Linked DNA regions of Gossypium hirsutum: all the other regions are linked to region 1. The links are chromatin contacts, called in public Hi-C maps. All regions are on one chromosome and are shown on one strand. The core of a region is the stretch at or near the end of the contact, and the rest is flanking DNA. Distances in the headings are between cores, read along the strand shown. Region 1 holds the start of LOC107913657 (acyl-coenzyme A oxidase 2, peroxisomal). Region 2 holds the start of LOC107913662 (ethylene-responsive transcription factor ERF060). Region 3 overlaps LOC107913660 (a long non-coding RNA gene).

Region 1 (4,848 bases), core at 917-3,416:
AGATGCTATATTTAAACACTAAATTCACCACTTAAACTTATTCATATTTCATTACAATCGATGTAGCTTATGACACAAAACATTATCACATACATAATTCACACTATTAATAATAAGTCTAAGTACATGCAAAACTTCAAGCTTGAGAAGTGATGTGATCCAAATTGATGCAGAAATCTTAAAATCTTTACTACTTTTGTTTTTGACATATGCATTTAAAACAAATGTGTTTAGTTACATGAATAGCTTAGTAAATAACTAATTTAATTTAATGACTTATCATGCATTCATTTAAATATAATTCAATAATTTCAATAAAAATAATTTAATAAGTTACTTATACTATCTAATAACATTATTTTACTTAATTCATACATTTCACCATTCAATTCATAAATAATTTAACTAAATTCATTATTCATTTCTATCATTTAATTATATAATTTCATACATGTTCACAAATGTTACATGTATCATTAACAAATTGTAATCATAATCAAAATTTCAGTAACAAAACTCTTAGAGTCCTAGGTCAAAATAAAATTCCTAACCTCTAACGGAACTTTGATAACAGAACTCTAGATTTCAATCAACACACCATATTCCAAAAATCATAAGCATAAACAAAACTCTAGAAGTCTTTCAACCCGCTGATACCCTGATCCACCAACCTTTTTCCCAACCAAACCTTGGCCCCTCATTACACCAAAAAGCATATTACATATCACATATCATACTTATTATCATTCAAACTATTATTTAACTTGTATTAATTCTTAAAGCTTATACTAACTTTTATTTATTTTCCTTTTGATACACATGCACCTGTAAATTCATTTCTCTTTTATTTTACTAACATGCTTATATGTGTATATATTCACTATTAAATTCAATATTCATACTCAATAATCATAATCATATTCTATTTCATAAATATATTCAATTATCATACTTACTCACTTGTAAATTTGGCATTCATGACTTACTTCTATTTAAACATAATTCTTATAATAATTTAACTTAATCACATAATTTCTAAACTTCATTAATCATAGTATACTTTCAAATTAATATCTTAGTTATTTCATATTAAACTTAAATACTCAAACATCTAAATTAAGGTAAACAAGCATAAATTCAATTAAGTATACCTATTTTCTTTACTTGAACTTAACCCGTCTCTTTTCTATTCAAAGCTTTCCTTTACTTTGATCACCTTCCCTTCATCTTTTTCTTTCCTCTCCATGCATACATATATAAAACATAACCATTATCTTGCATCCAACATAATCTTTTCATGATTTCATATTAGAAAAAACATGAAAATCTTCAGAAAAATATTCACTTTTACTTTCTCTTCACTTTCCAAAGATTTTCCTTCACTTCCTTCTTCAACTAAGTAGTTTTCATGGTAGAAAAAATTTCCATAGCACTCTAGGAAATGAAATTTGACTATGGTTTAAGAAAAAACTCGAGAAAAATGCATAAAAAAATTCCTTTCTTTTCTCTCTTTTTCTTTTATTTTCTTCCAACTTAAGAAAAAATCAATTTATTTGTTACTACTTCCCACCATTCACACTTAATTTTCAAATAATTAATTCACCTTTCACATACTTAATTTTTCTATTATTTTTTTAGAAATAAAAAATTAAAGTATTATAGTTAACGTGGCAACTCGCATGACAATCTATATGCAGATTATGCTAACATAACATAATTTGTTTTATATGTCATGTCAACAAATAATTTAAAAATTATAAAATTAAAATTAAAAAATATAAAAGTTCATAAAAATTCAAATAAAAAACTATGGAGTAGACATGGATTCCTATGTAGACTATTATGTTTAAAAAATTAACGGTTTAGTTAGTATTCTCGTTAAAAAAATTTTTGACTATCTTTTCAAAAACTTAATAGTTAAATTTTAGTTTTTTTTATGGTTAGTGGCCATATTTAACTAAAAAAAATAAAAATCAAATTAAAAATATAAAAAGTATAAAAATTAATAACTAAATTTACAAAAATTCATATCTATTTTTAATACACGCCAAACCCCATTTCTTCCAAAATGTCAAACGTTGAATGTATTATATAATCTCAATATTATTAAATGCTTACTTATCCAATTCTTTTTAAAGAAAACGTAATATTATATTTGGCAGCCATTAATCATTCAAAGGTGGGGGATAGTATACCCACATTATACCCTATCATCTGCCCATATCATCCACGTTATCAATTTATCCGTTCTCCACATTGCAAAGCGAGCCAAATAACTACCTTCCACTTATCCAATCGTCCATTGCCACGTACTAACCGGCCAAATGACACGTCTTCAGTACCTTTTCTTTTAAATTACTCAATCTCCCCCCCCCTTCGCAGTCTCATTCCGTCCCGGAAAAATCGAAAAGGAAAGAAAAGAAACGAAAAGAAAAGGAAAATAAAAAAACCCTTTACTTCCCCTCCCCATTGTTTTTAGTTTTCTTTTGGCTAAAGAAAATTATGGAACCGAGTCAGACGGTCGAGGATAAATCACAACCATCCGTCGCCACCGTGACCCGTCGTATCCAACGCTTGTCCCTTCACCTGATCCCACTTCCGCCCCTCCAATGTTCACCTCAGCTCGACATGCTGACCTGCGCCAAGGCCAATAAGCAGGAGGTCGACGTAGCCTCCCTTTCAAGCTACATGAGAGGGAAGCATAGGGAAATTCAAGAGAAGATTTTTGATTTTTTTAACTCAAGGCCTGATTTGCAAACCCCGACTGAGATTTCAATGAAAGAACATAGGGAGCTTTGTTTGAGACAGCTTTTGGGGTTAGTTAGAGAAGGAAAGATCAAGCCTTTTAGATATGTTGTTGAAGATCCTGCTAAGTATTTTGCTATTTCTGAGGCGGTTGGGAGTATTGATATATCACTTGGTATCAAATTTGGTGTCCAGTATAGGTAAATATGTTGTTGCTTTTCTGTCTCTTTTGCCATTAAAGGTTTAGTCTTGGAAATATTTTGGGGGTGGGGGGTTGGGGTTAAAATTTGAGTTTTAGGTATGTGGGTTTTGGATACAAATGCTTGGAGACTGAGTTTGGGAGGTCGGTTTGTTTTGCGTAATTTTTTTATTGTTCATGAGGACCGAATACTGCATCTGAGTTTATTCTTGGTAAAATACTGTTAGTTAAAGTATTGAATGTGATGATGGAATGAAGTGTATCATGGATGAAAATTCATTGATATAGATGCATGATGCTAACCGACGTGATATAGCTTGTAGAATTTCTAGATTTATATCGTTAGTTGATGTTGAATGCTTTATTATGCAGTCTTTGGGGAGGTTCTGTGTTGAACTTAGGCACTAAAAAGCACCGAGATAAGTATTTTGATGGTATTGACAATTTGGATTATCTTGGTTGCTTCGCTATGACAGAACTACATCATGGTGAGCCGTCTGTTCTTTATTTATTTACATTTTTTTCCCTCTTCTGTTTCTTAGATGTATATTGTTGTGCTTCCTTTGAAATTATCCTTCTACTGTTCTGCACTAGAACTCATCATGGCATGCAACAGAGTGTGAATTAAATATGTAATTATATTATTAATAAATTCATGTTATAGGCATAAAGTAAGTTAAAGAAGACAATTTATGCTGAAGAAAATATTTGTGATGATATGGTGTGAGTGGTTACTGTGCTTTTCATGTTAGAGCATCATTCTAATATTGCAAAGTGCCCCCATGTTTCTGTCTTAAAGTGATTTTTTTTTTGTTCATAATCTGCCAAGCTTGCATGCCAAACTAAACTGTCAAATTTTTGCTCAAAGGCTCAAATGTTCAAGGTCTTCAAACCGTTGCAACATTTGATCCAATTACAGATGAATTTATAATTGACACACCAAACGATGGGGCTATTAAATGGTGGATTGGCAATGCTGCGGTTCATGGCAAGTTTGCAACAGTTTTTGCTAGGTTGGTTTTACCAACTCATGACTCTAAAGGAGTTTCTGATATGGGAGTCCATGCCTTCATTGTGCCAATAAGGGATCTTAAAACTCACCAGCCACTTCCCGGAATTGAAATAAATGATTGTGGCCACAAAATTGGCCTGAATGGGGTGGATAATGGAGCACTGAGATTCCGTTCAGTTAGAATTCCCCGAGATAATCTTCTTAATCGATTTGGGGATGTCACCCGAGATGGAAAATACACAAGTAGTCTCCCTACAATAAACAAACGTTTTGCTGCTACTCTTGGTGAACTTGTAGGTGGGAGGGTTGGCCTTGCACATTCTTCAGTTGGTATCCTCAAGATTGCTGTCACTATTGCAGTACGATACTCCTTACTACGTCAGCAGTTTGGTCCTCCAAAACAGCCTGAAGTCAGCATTCTTGATTATCAATCTCAGCAGCACAAGCTCATGCCAATGTTGGCTTCAACTTATGCATTTCATTTTGCCACTCAGTATTTGGTAGAGAAATATTCAGAGATGAAGAAGACACATGATGAACAACTGGTTGGAGATGTGCATGCTCTTTCTGCAGGCCTGAAGTCCTATGTGACATCATTTACAGCAAAGTCATTGAGTACCTGCAGGGAAGCCTGTGGAGGTCATGGGTATGCTGCTGTCAACCGGTTTGGTACCTTGAGGAATGATCATGACATTTTCCAGACATTTGAAGGAGACAATACAGTACTTCTGCAACAGGTATAAGACAAACCCCTTTATATCACAACCTTGCATGAGAATTTACAATGTTAGTTTTGGTATAAAGAATTAAGTGTCTAGAAATATGTTAGATATACGGTATATAAAAGGATCAGGAGTGACCCCTTTAGATGGCTTTTGTGTTTAATGTCATC
Region 2 (4,848 bases), core at 1,034-3,533, 370 kb before region 1:
AAAAGTTTAATTTTTATAAATCGTGAAACATACATAAACGATAATTTTTTAAAATATATAATTAACAATAATAAAAAAATGTGTTGATAAATTAGAAAGCAACCTAAAAAGATTCAATGGGAAACACATTGTCTAGACAGATTAGAACATGAACAATTCTCCACTATAAACCACAATCAGATAACAATTATAAAACAATGGAATCAATTGGTTTCGATTGCTTTATTCTGATTTATGTAATATGGCACCATTTCATAGATTACATCAAAATTTTGTTTGATTTGCACTGTTTAAGAGACAATGAACGATGTCTTAACAGATATATTATCAAGGGAACCAACGCGTGAAGAACCAGAATAGAACACCATCACATGCAAACCATTTACATTTGCATAAAAATATAAAAATTAAAGAACAAAAAAGTACGTTAACTATAAATAATATAAATATATAGACATATTCGAAAGAAAACTTTACAGTCGACCTCCAGTAATGATGCAAATAAACATAAACTTGAAGCTCTCCAAAAGCCATTGCTAGGAAAAAAAGGTACCAGCAAGAGCAGTCTAGGAGGAGATGCCTCTCTGTTACACATATTTATAACAACATACAGATTCTAAACTGACACCTAATTAACCTCTACAAATGTCAAAAATTTCATTGTAGAGATCACTGCAGACCCACTAAAAAGACCTACATGACCAAACAAAAGATACTTGACCTAAGAAATTACAATAAGATTACATGATAGTAGCTGTAATTTTTTTTTTCTTTTAAGACTCAGATAGTTCCCTGATGGCTTCCCAATCAATTTCCACTGAAGGGTACTTTTCCAAACCGAAAATTTCGTTGTCATCCCACTTTGAATCAGAGAAATCGAAGAAAGTGATATCAGATTCTGGTGAAGAAGATCCTGCCAATGACTCATCGGATAAATCCGGGGATGGGGATGAGGATGATGATGATGACAGGGAGTTCATCTCAACTTTAGGACTAGCAAATCTTGGAGACTGATCAAACTCCTCACGCTTCACAGGGTAATCAAACTCAACCTTGGGCTTTGAATCGTGAACAGAACAGGCCTTTCCTGAATTCTCTTGTTTCTGTAAGCTCTGGCAGATGGCTTGGAGCTTTGCATCAACTGCAGAATGGAGGGGCTTGTAGTCACCAAATTCTCCAGAAATATGAGCTCCTTGGTGCTTGAGGTGGGGGAAGTTGAGCCTGGCAAACTCTCCTCTAAGCTTATAGGCAGCCTTGTCATAAGCCAAAGCTGCTGCTTCTGCTGTATCGAAAGTGCCAAGCCAAAGGCGAGTTCGGTTCTTGGGGAGTCTGATTTCAGCTACCCATTTGCCCCAGTGCCTCTGTCTCACCCCTCTGTACAGCTTGGTAGGCTTTGAAGGGGTGGAAGACACATGTTTCATGGGGACAGCTTTTGGGGAAAGAAAGTTGAACCTTTGGTTTTTTAGGGATGCGGTCGTAGGCCTAGAAGCAACCTGCTGCTGCTGCTGCTGCTGCTGATAGACTTGAGCTTGGATTTGGAGGATTTGAGAAGGGGTGAGTTGGTTTAGCCCAATTGAACCTGTTTGCTCAAAACCCATCAAGTTTTGATAGTTACAGAACCCTTGTTCTGAGCACAAATGGGTCCTCCATGGGGAGAAAAATTCAGGATACAGGTTAGACTGTGAATATGAAGAAGAAGAAGATAAAGGAGAGGTAGATGAAGCACTTTTCATAAAAGGTTCAAGCGCTTTCATCAACTCCGCACTAAAAGGATCTGAGAAAACTGAGCTGTTGCTGCTGCTATTATACATATCTATAGCTGCTGCCATATTCAATAACTAGGTAAAAACCTGTATCTTAACCAAAACCAAAGAACAGGTACTAGTTTGATTAAAAAAAAAAACAACCTTGAGGGACCAAAAATAAACCCTCTTAGCTGATGATAATAAATATTGAAAAACAAAAACAAAAAAGGGAAATCTGGATCTCTATTCTGGGATCACCTGGCTTTCAGAAAAACCAAAAACACCTGCTATGATAGTTTAGGTTTGTTCTTGACAGAAACTTTTTCGGCTTGAAAGACAGACGATTACAGAAAGGGATTCAGAGAAGCGGGGAGTTACAGAAAAGGGGGGGATTAAGAAGAAAACTGAAAATGCTCGCACACTGTTGAAAATTCTGAAAACTCTCAATTGTTTATTTTATTTTCTGGAGTGGCCTCACCTTGGTGTTTTACTCTCATGCATTTCCAGGGTCACCTTATCTCTATTTATATAACCCTCTACCCATGTGCTTCTCTCTCAAATCCCTTTAGATTTTTTAATTAATTAATTAATTAAATTTATCACCTTCCTTCTCGTCAACTTTCAAGGATGCCTAATAATGCCTTTATTCGGTGGGGACAAAGGAAGTTACTGGGCTCCAATGGGGATTCGCCATTTACTTGAAACGTTAACCGGCAGGTGTCAGCCAGCAGAAGGGTAGTTTTATACGTGTCTTACAGCGATTGGTGAAATTTGGTTGACTGTGCTGGGGTTAGCCTTTTTACAATTTAATGATCTTTTTTGTCCTGTTGTGTTTGATTTGCGGCAAAGCCTGACCTGTCTGATGGAATTTCATATTCATAAAGCAAAATAGGTGCCTTCTGTGGTCCGCACCTTTTAGATGCTCTGAAACGGTGGCTACACGGTCTCTAATTTTTTTTTTTACAAGTTTTTTTATACAATATTAGGTGAGATCAAGTAACACAAATTAAATTTACACTAAAAAAAACACAATTTAAATTAGTATGAAATATATGTCTAATAAGAATTTCAAGTCACAGTTTTATATATGTAAAAATAAATTATTATAAGTTTTATAATATGAAGTTAGTAATTTTATTATGGTATAATAAAAATTTTAATTTTTAATCTTTATATCTTTTGTCATTTTGATTATTATTTATTTTTTAATTAAATTTAGTTCTTAATCTTTTAAAAGAGTTGAATGTGACCATTAATCTTTTAAAAATACTCAAATTTTTATTTTTTTAACGAAAATATTGACTAAAATGTTATATTTTTAGACATAACTTGTATAGCAATCCACGTGTAATTCATACTATTTTTTGAATTATTATGAACATTTTATATTTTTTTAAAAATTTTGAGTTATTTTATTAAATTTTTTTGAATGTTTTATAATTATTAAATTATTTGTTGATGTTACATAAAGACAAATAGTATTATGTCATCATGAAGTACATTTAAATACTTTTGCAGGTTACCATACCAGCATCGTTAAAAAATTAATGCATTAACCAACATTTCTTTTAAAGACAGTGATTTGACTACTTTTTGAAGTCTTAAGAGACAATTTTAATTAAAAAAAAGAATAAAGGCCAAATTGATAAAAAAAAAAAGATATAAACGTTAAGGACTAAATTTATCATTATGTATTTTACAATGTTTAGTGAGAACTGGGAAATTTATAATTTTATTTTCATATTATAAGATCAATATTTTCATATTTGTATAAAATTGTTGACAATATTAATGAAAATTTATTTAAGTGATTATTTAATCTCATAAAATATAACTAGATTATGACACATTGACAATGTTAGTAAAAACAATTATATAATATATTAATTTAAAAATTGACATGAAAATTAAATATTGACTTTGGTTAAAATGATAAAGTGGAGGGAGTGAATGTTAAGATGATATGAATTTGAACTTTGATGCATGTATATATTTTTCTAAATTATCGAAATAAAGACATAAATACCCAAAAAAATATTTTCTTCTTCGAAAAAGTAATTTTTTTAATAAATTCATAATTAAGTTGGTTTCCGGCTTATAGTGAAATAAAGGATGTGGGCAAAAAATTTTGGGTAATAATATTAAAATGTACATAAATAATAATAATAATAATAATAATAATAATAATATTTTAGTTAAAGTGATAGAGTTGAAGTTTTATAAATGTCAGTGGTATGGATTCAAACTTCTCTAAATGTAACATATTTTGTTAGTTTTATTAAAAAAAAGTAAGAACACTCTTATATTAATATAAATTATTTTAAATATGAAAAGATATTTTATAATTTTTCTAATTAAATTTGTAAGACTAATCAATTAGGAATTTTTAAAGATATTATGAATTAATAGATAGAAGAACTAAAGCAATAAAATTTATTTATTTAAAACACATACTTCTCGTATTTGAACTCATATTACAACTCTATGATTACTAGATAAAATAATGATAAGAAAGGAAATGAAAATTAAAAGTTACCTCATCTATTGAGCTTAAAAACATATAATCGTGATGGTACTGAAGTAAATCCATGATAATTGTCATTCACATAATAAGATTATTAGAAAATTAATTAGGTAATAATTAAATTTATAAACCCATAATGTTAGCAGCACTGGTGCAGTGACTTCTTTATTTGTCTTGAACTGAATTCCCACTAGCACTTTCAAGTGCCAATGCCATTTTGACCTTGATTACATCTCCAACAATGGCTTTAAGCCAAATTTTATTATTAATGTAACTTTTAATGATGTATAGGACAGTTTGCGGAGAAAATGAAGTGATGACAAAGTTTAAAGTTTTGATGACATATATTATTATTTTTCGATATAAGGCCAGAATCACCTCCAAAATCTAGTATGGTTGCCAAGCAAAAAAAAAAATTCCTTTTATACGATATTATCTTGGCAAATAAATTTATTATTTTTGGTAATTTGTTGATCGATATGAAAAGGATCACTATACCAAAATAGGCTTTTAGCGGCGCTTTTTTTAGCCTTTAGCGGCGTTTTTTAGCACCGCTAAAAGTATTTGCGGCACTTGACC
Region 3 (4,848 bases), core at 1,676-4,175, 320 kb before region 1:
GAAAAAAAAACTAACTCACAAGATAGCATAACAAAAACAAAAACATTTTCTTATTACTTTCACAGGGACTTGAACACAAGACCAAAAGGTATACAGAAACTTAAACATTGAACCAATAGGCTCATTCTTGTCTTCAATTGAGCGAAAATCATATATAAACCAGATACTCAAGAATAGGAGTTTAGGAAAAAGTAGCAAAATTTCAAAAGAAAAGGTTTGAACCCAGAACCTCGCATACACAAAAAAAACACCTATCCACTAAACTTAATTCACTTGTCATAATTTCACAATCTTAATTCAAACCCAGGATGCAACCACTCTAGTTTCACTAACCCAATTTCTTCTAACTCGGTTTTTGAGATGTTATAGAGGGAGTGCTATGAATGCTATTAAGTGGATGTTCAACCTTTCACCTTTCATCTTCCTTAACTCTTCATCAAAAGAAGAGAAATGCAATAGAAATCCCCATTATTCTCATCTATTATTCTTGTGTTCTTTACATTATTATTATTTTATAACAATCTACAAATTGAATTTGTGTTTAATGGATTTATAAACAAATTGTTTACACTATACCAATAATAATTCTCAAGTAAACTTAAAAAAATTAATTTTTAACATAAATATTTTCTCTCACCATATTTGTGAATGTATAATTATTACTGATAAAATCCTTGACTTAAATATAGTCTTTAAATAAAAGAACTAAAATTAACATGTCTAGGGATTGAAGCTGTGTTTAATGGATTTATAAACAAATTTTTGAGTAAACTTAAAAAAATTAACTTTTAATATAAAATGTTTTCTCTCACAAAATTTGTGTATCTTATCGATAATGTTATTGATTGCATTAGTGAGATAAGTCAACTCGATATTTAATATTTTAAAAATAAAACTTTAATATTGAATTGTTTTCATCAACTTAATAACTTTTTAACGTGCTATAGAAGAATGAAAATACCATGGTAAATACTTTGAGTGCATTTAATATTCTTAATATGATGTATTTACCTATTTCAATTTTTTTACTTAGAAGTTAAACTATTTATTTTAGTTTCATACATATTCCAGATATGTTGTTATTATTATTAATTTCAAACCTTACATTTTATTATTTCTTGTATGTTATTTTGAAATACAAATTATTCTAAATATGTGATTTTTACATGCATATGCGTGCGATATCTAGTATTATAAATACTAAAATTTGAATAAGTTATTATGTGGGTGAAAATATAACTATCAAGTAATTTTAATTTATAAAATGTAGGTAGTTTTATGTTATAAAAGTTAAGGTTGAGCAAGGTAAATAAAAAATACCTACTTAAAAATTTTAAATAAAAACATTAAAAAAACATATACGAGTTATTAATTAATTTTATTTATTTGAAAATTATTTTTAGAAATATTTATAAAAAATACTTTTAAATTTTATCAAATAATGTCCAAAAGTTATAAATAAATATTTTTTTTGTTAAAATAAATCTAAAAACTATAATTCAAAATAAATAAAAATTGGAGAAATGAATCGATTATAATAAAATATTCGAAACTAAAATGAATCCAGCCCTAAAAATATTTCAATTCCCTATAATTAGTTTGAGAGGCTAAATGGGTAAATGTTATTATTGAGACTCTATCTATCAAAAGCGTTAATGGAGAATATTCATTAAGTAAGTACCTAGTGAGGTAAATTCTGTTACGGACTCTTTAGCTTATCTGATAAAAGGTTTTCCCATTAGTGTGAGAATTTTTCATTTTACGCCTTTATTAATTGATGATCAAATATGGATAGACAGAAAGTTTCTGTTACCTAACTCTAACCCTATATTTGCTCATAATTGATGCTTTTTACATCTTGTTACCATAAAAACACAATGCTGTTTAAGTGGTATATTTTTCATAATATTGATATTTCATTTTTCTATCGTTTTAATTAAAATGATATGTTGAGATTTTATAATAGTATAAAACTAAACCGAGAGAATAACTTGATTCACTTCATGAATTTCACATTAAATTCATTGATTTAGAACTTTATTAAAGGTTGATAAAAGTGGTGGAGCAGAATAGGTTTCGTGAATGAATACTTCATTCCGAATCTAGTATCTTCGATAATTACTATTTTACTCCTTCTAACGTTTTATGTATTTCTTTTTATATTTTTAATATAGATTAAATATACACTAAAATCATACATATACCAACCTCATTTATATGATTATCTAAATTGTTGATTGAGTAGTGTCACAAGTTAACTAAACATCGATTTTATTAAAAAATTTATTAAACTACTTTTATATATTTGAAATAAATTATATTTTATAAAAGTATTTTTATTTTTTTAACATTTTAAATAAAATCAATGAAAAATTATAAATGATAAGATCTAAATCTATATCATCAATATGTAAAAAACCTCAACTTTATTATTGCAACCAACATTTGATTTGGGTTAAATCGTTATTTGGGATTTAAACTTGATAACATTTTTTATGTTGGGATTTGAATATTTTCTTTGCCCAAGTTAAGTTCGGTTATTCTTATATTAAAGCTTGAACTTGGACAATATTTTTTCACATTGAAGCTTGAATTTTTTTATCCAAGTTAAACTTAAACTTGACAATAGTTTTCATATTAGGGTATAAACTTGACAATTATCTTCATATGTGAAAATTTTGTCAAATTTAAAACTTAACTTAGACTGAAAAATTTCGGATATCAATATAAAAATAAATATAAATTCAAGATGTAACTTAAATATAAAAAATTTAGACCTCATAATTTTTTTACATTTTAGTATTATTATATAGGTGAAATCATGTGGCGATGACAAAATACAGGTAGCCAACAGGATAGAGATAGGGATAGCTGAAGATAACGTCAATTGCGGCGCCAGGTTGAGAGAGAACTTCTGAGAAAAGATTGTTGGGATTTAATTTGGAGGAAAGCCAAAATATAGGCATTGGGTTCTTCACATATCTCAAAGGTTGGTTTTATACACAATTTTAAAACTAAAATATATAAAAGAAAAAAAAAAGGGCTGACTTGAGCTCGCTTGATCACACATTTCTATGAGTGCATCTATTCCTTCCAACCTCATGAATATTTTGGATGGGATACCCATAGGTTTATATTACACAGATATTTTAAATTAATTTAGGTGAAGGGAAACTATTACCTTCTAAAGTAAGGGCATCTCATTTAGGGTTGAGATCGGTTAGCTTTGATTGAATTTTTCAACCTTTCTTTTATAATTTTATTTTTATATTAATTTTAAGATTTGAATCTCTAAATTTTATTTGATAAAAGAAATTTTATAGCCTTTTACATAATTATTAAGTAAGTATTTTTTTAAATGTTATATCAATAAATTTAATAAAATAAATTTAATAATATTAATAATTGAACATAAATATTAAAATCTAAAAAATAAAAGAATTAAGTTCTTAAAAATAAAAATACAAAATTTTAAAATTAAGAAAAATACAAAAACATACAGTATATTTTAAACTTTTAAATATGACCCTAAATAAAAATAAATTGGAGTAACCAAAATTTTTAAAATTATAAAAAAAAAAAGAAAGCGTCTAAACACCATGATTCAAGAATTGTAAAGCGAGCAGAGGTAAGGTTGAAATAAATTAAAAGTCAAAACGTTGAGAAATGAAAGGAGTTAATAGTTGCGTAAAAAGAACGCGAAAAAAGGATCCCATATTATATTATATTATATTCCTCAATTCTTTCAAAAGAAAATATATATTATATTCCTCAATTCCCAATTTCGAAAGCCACTGAAATTGAAATAATTAAATGTTGGATCATGTGAAAGGATGTGGGTATGTACGTAAGTAGGCATGGGACCTACTTTGACGCGCTTACACGTCGTTTCTTACGTGGACATCACTTTCAGCCCTTTCATTTGCATTCGCATTCGCCTACTCTACTCTCTCTCTTTCTGCTTTTCTTTTTCAATTGTTTTTAGATACATCATTTATACTGTAGTATTGGTTGAGTTCTAGTTACAGTTACCTTAAGATCAAACATTGATATTATGTTTTTTAAGTAAATCTTTTTACAAAAACTTTATATAAACTATTTAAAATCACATAAATTTTATATTAATATTTTATTTATTTAAAAAGTCTTTGAATGTTTCACAATTAAATTGGGGCACAATTAGATGCTGAATTAAAGTAATTATATTAATATAGATAAATAAATATATAAATATCTTGTAATATAATAAAAATAGAAAATTATACTGTAGTCACTTACTATTAGTAAGTTTCTTTTTTTGTCGCTCAACTATGAAAAATTATAAAATTTCATATAATTATTCAATTTTTTTTGTCACCAATTAACATTGTTATAACAAAAAGTTGTTGCGGTAACTTTTAAAATTGACATATTAACAATTTTAACCTTCAACATTTATATATTATGCTAATTTGATAGATTCTAAAATAAATTAAACCCTTAAAGCTTTAATAGTGTGTAATTTGATCATTTTGCAATTTTATTTTTCTTTGTAGCATTTTTTTGACATTGTCCTTGCATTTGATTCAATGTAAAAATGAACAACAACAAGAAACAAAACAACCCAAATTTTAGTACCTAATTCAATTACTTGAAAATTAAAAAAAGTACCCACTTCATTAATTTAATCTAATTGTATGTCTAACAACTTAAAAAAAATGAGCTTTGATTTGCTTCGTCAATGGCTAGCTCAAGCTAACAAAAACTGGATTAATTATCATTGAAAGATATTAAGTTCTTAGTCATTTGAAGTATAAGGAAAGCAAGGCATTTGAGGATTGTCTAGTTTGTAAACATTGAGCACTAAAT

What was found. Hi-C and Micro-C count contacts between places; a contact is called where the count stands out from the background.
Region 2: a contact with region 1 is called in a Hi-C map of leaf, with 2.7 times the contacts expected there. The contact joins the promoter of LOC107913662 here to the promoter of LOC107913657 in region 1. A contact is called at or near these places in 4 of 34 Hi-C or Micro-C datasets (leaf and seedling).
Region 3: a Hi-C map of leaf shows a contact between it and region 1, with 4 times the contacts expected there. The contact joins the enhancer-like site here to the promoter of LOC107913657 in region 1. A contact is called at or near these places in 4 of 34 Hi-C or Micro-C datasets (leaf and petal).

The regions. Positions count from the first base shown.
Region 1 is chrD11:37,064,366-37,069,213 of Gossypium_hirsutum_v2.1, forward strand. It overlaps LOC107913657 (acyl-coenzyme A oxidase 2, peroxisomal), which reads left to right and starts at 2,167. Exons shown (of 7, transcript XM_016842309.2): 1 at 2,167-2,945; 2 at 3,317-3,432; 3 at 3,813-4,693. The coding sequence starts at 2,503.
Region 2 is chrD11:36,698,982-36,703,829 of Gossypium_hirsutum_v2.1, forward strand. LOC107913662 (ethylene-responsive transcription factor ERF060) reads right to left here and starts at 2,284. Exons shown (of 1, transcript XM_016842312.2): 1 at 428-2,284. The coding sequence starts at 1,829. The coding sequence ends at 774.
Region 3 is chrD11:36,740,171-36,745,018 of Gossypium_hirsutum_v2.1, forward strand. It overlaps LOC107913660 (a long non-coding RNA gene), which reads right to left. Exons shown (of 4, transcript XR_005920537.1): 4 at 4,640-4,848. Among protein-coding and RNA genes, the nearest start is that of LOC107913660, 6.5 kb to the right of the region's middle. Within about 2 kb of position 2,926, at least 5 of the 9 cell types and tissues checked have an H3K27ac peak or open chromatin away from gene starts, as enhancers often do. A contact at or near this core is called in leaf, where this site is marked.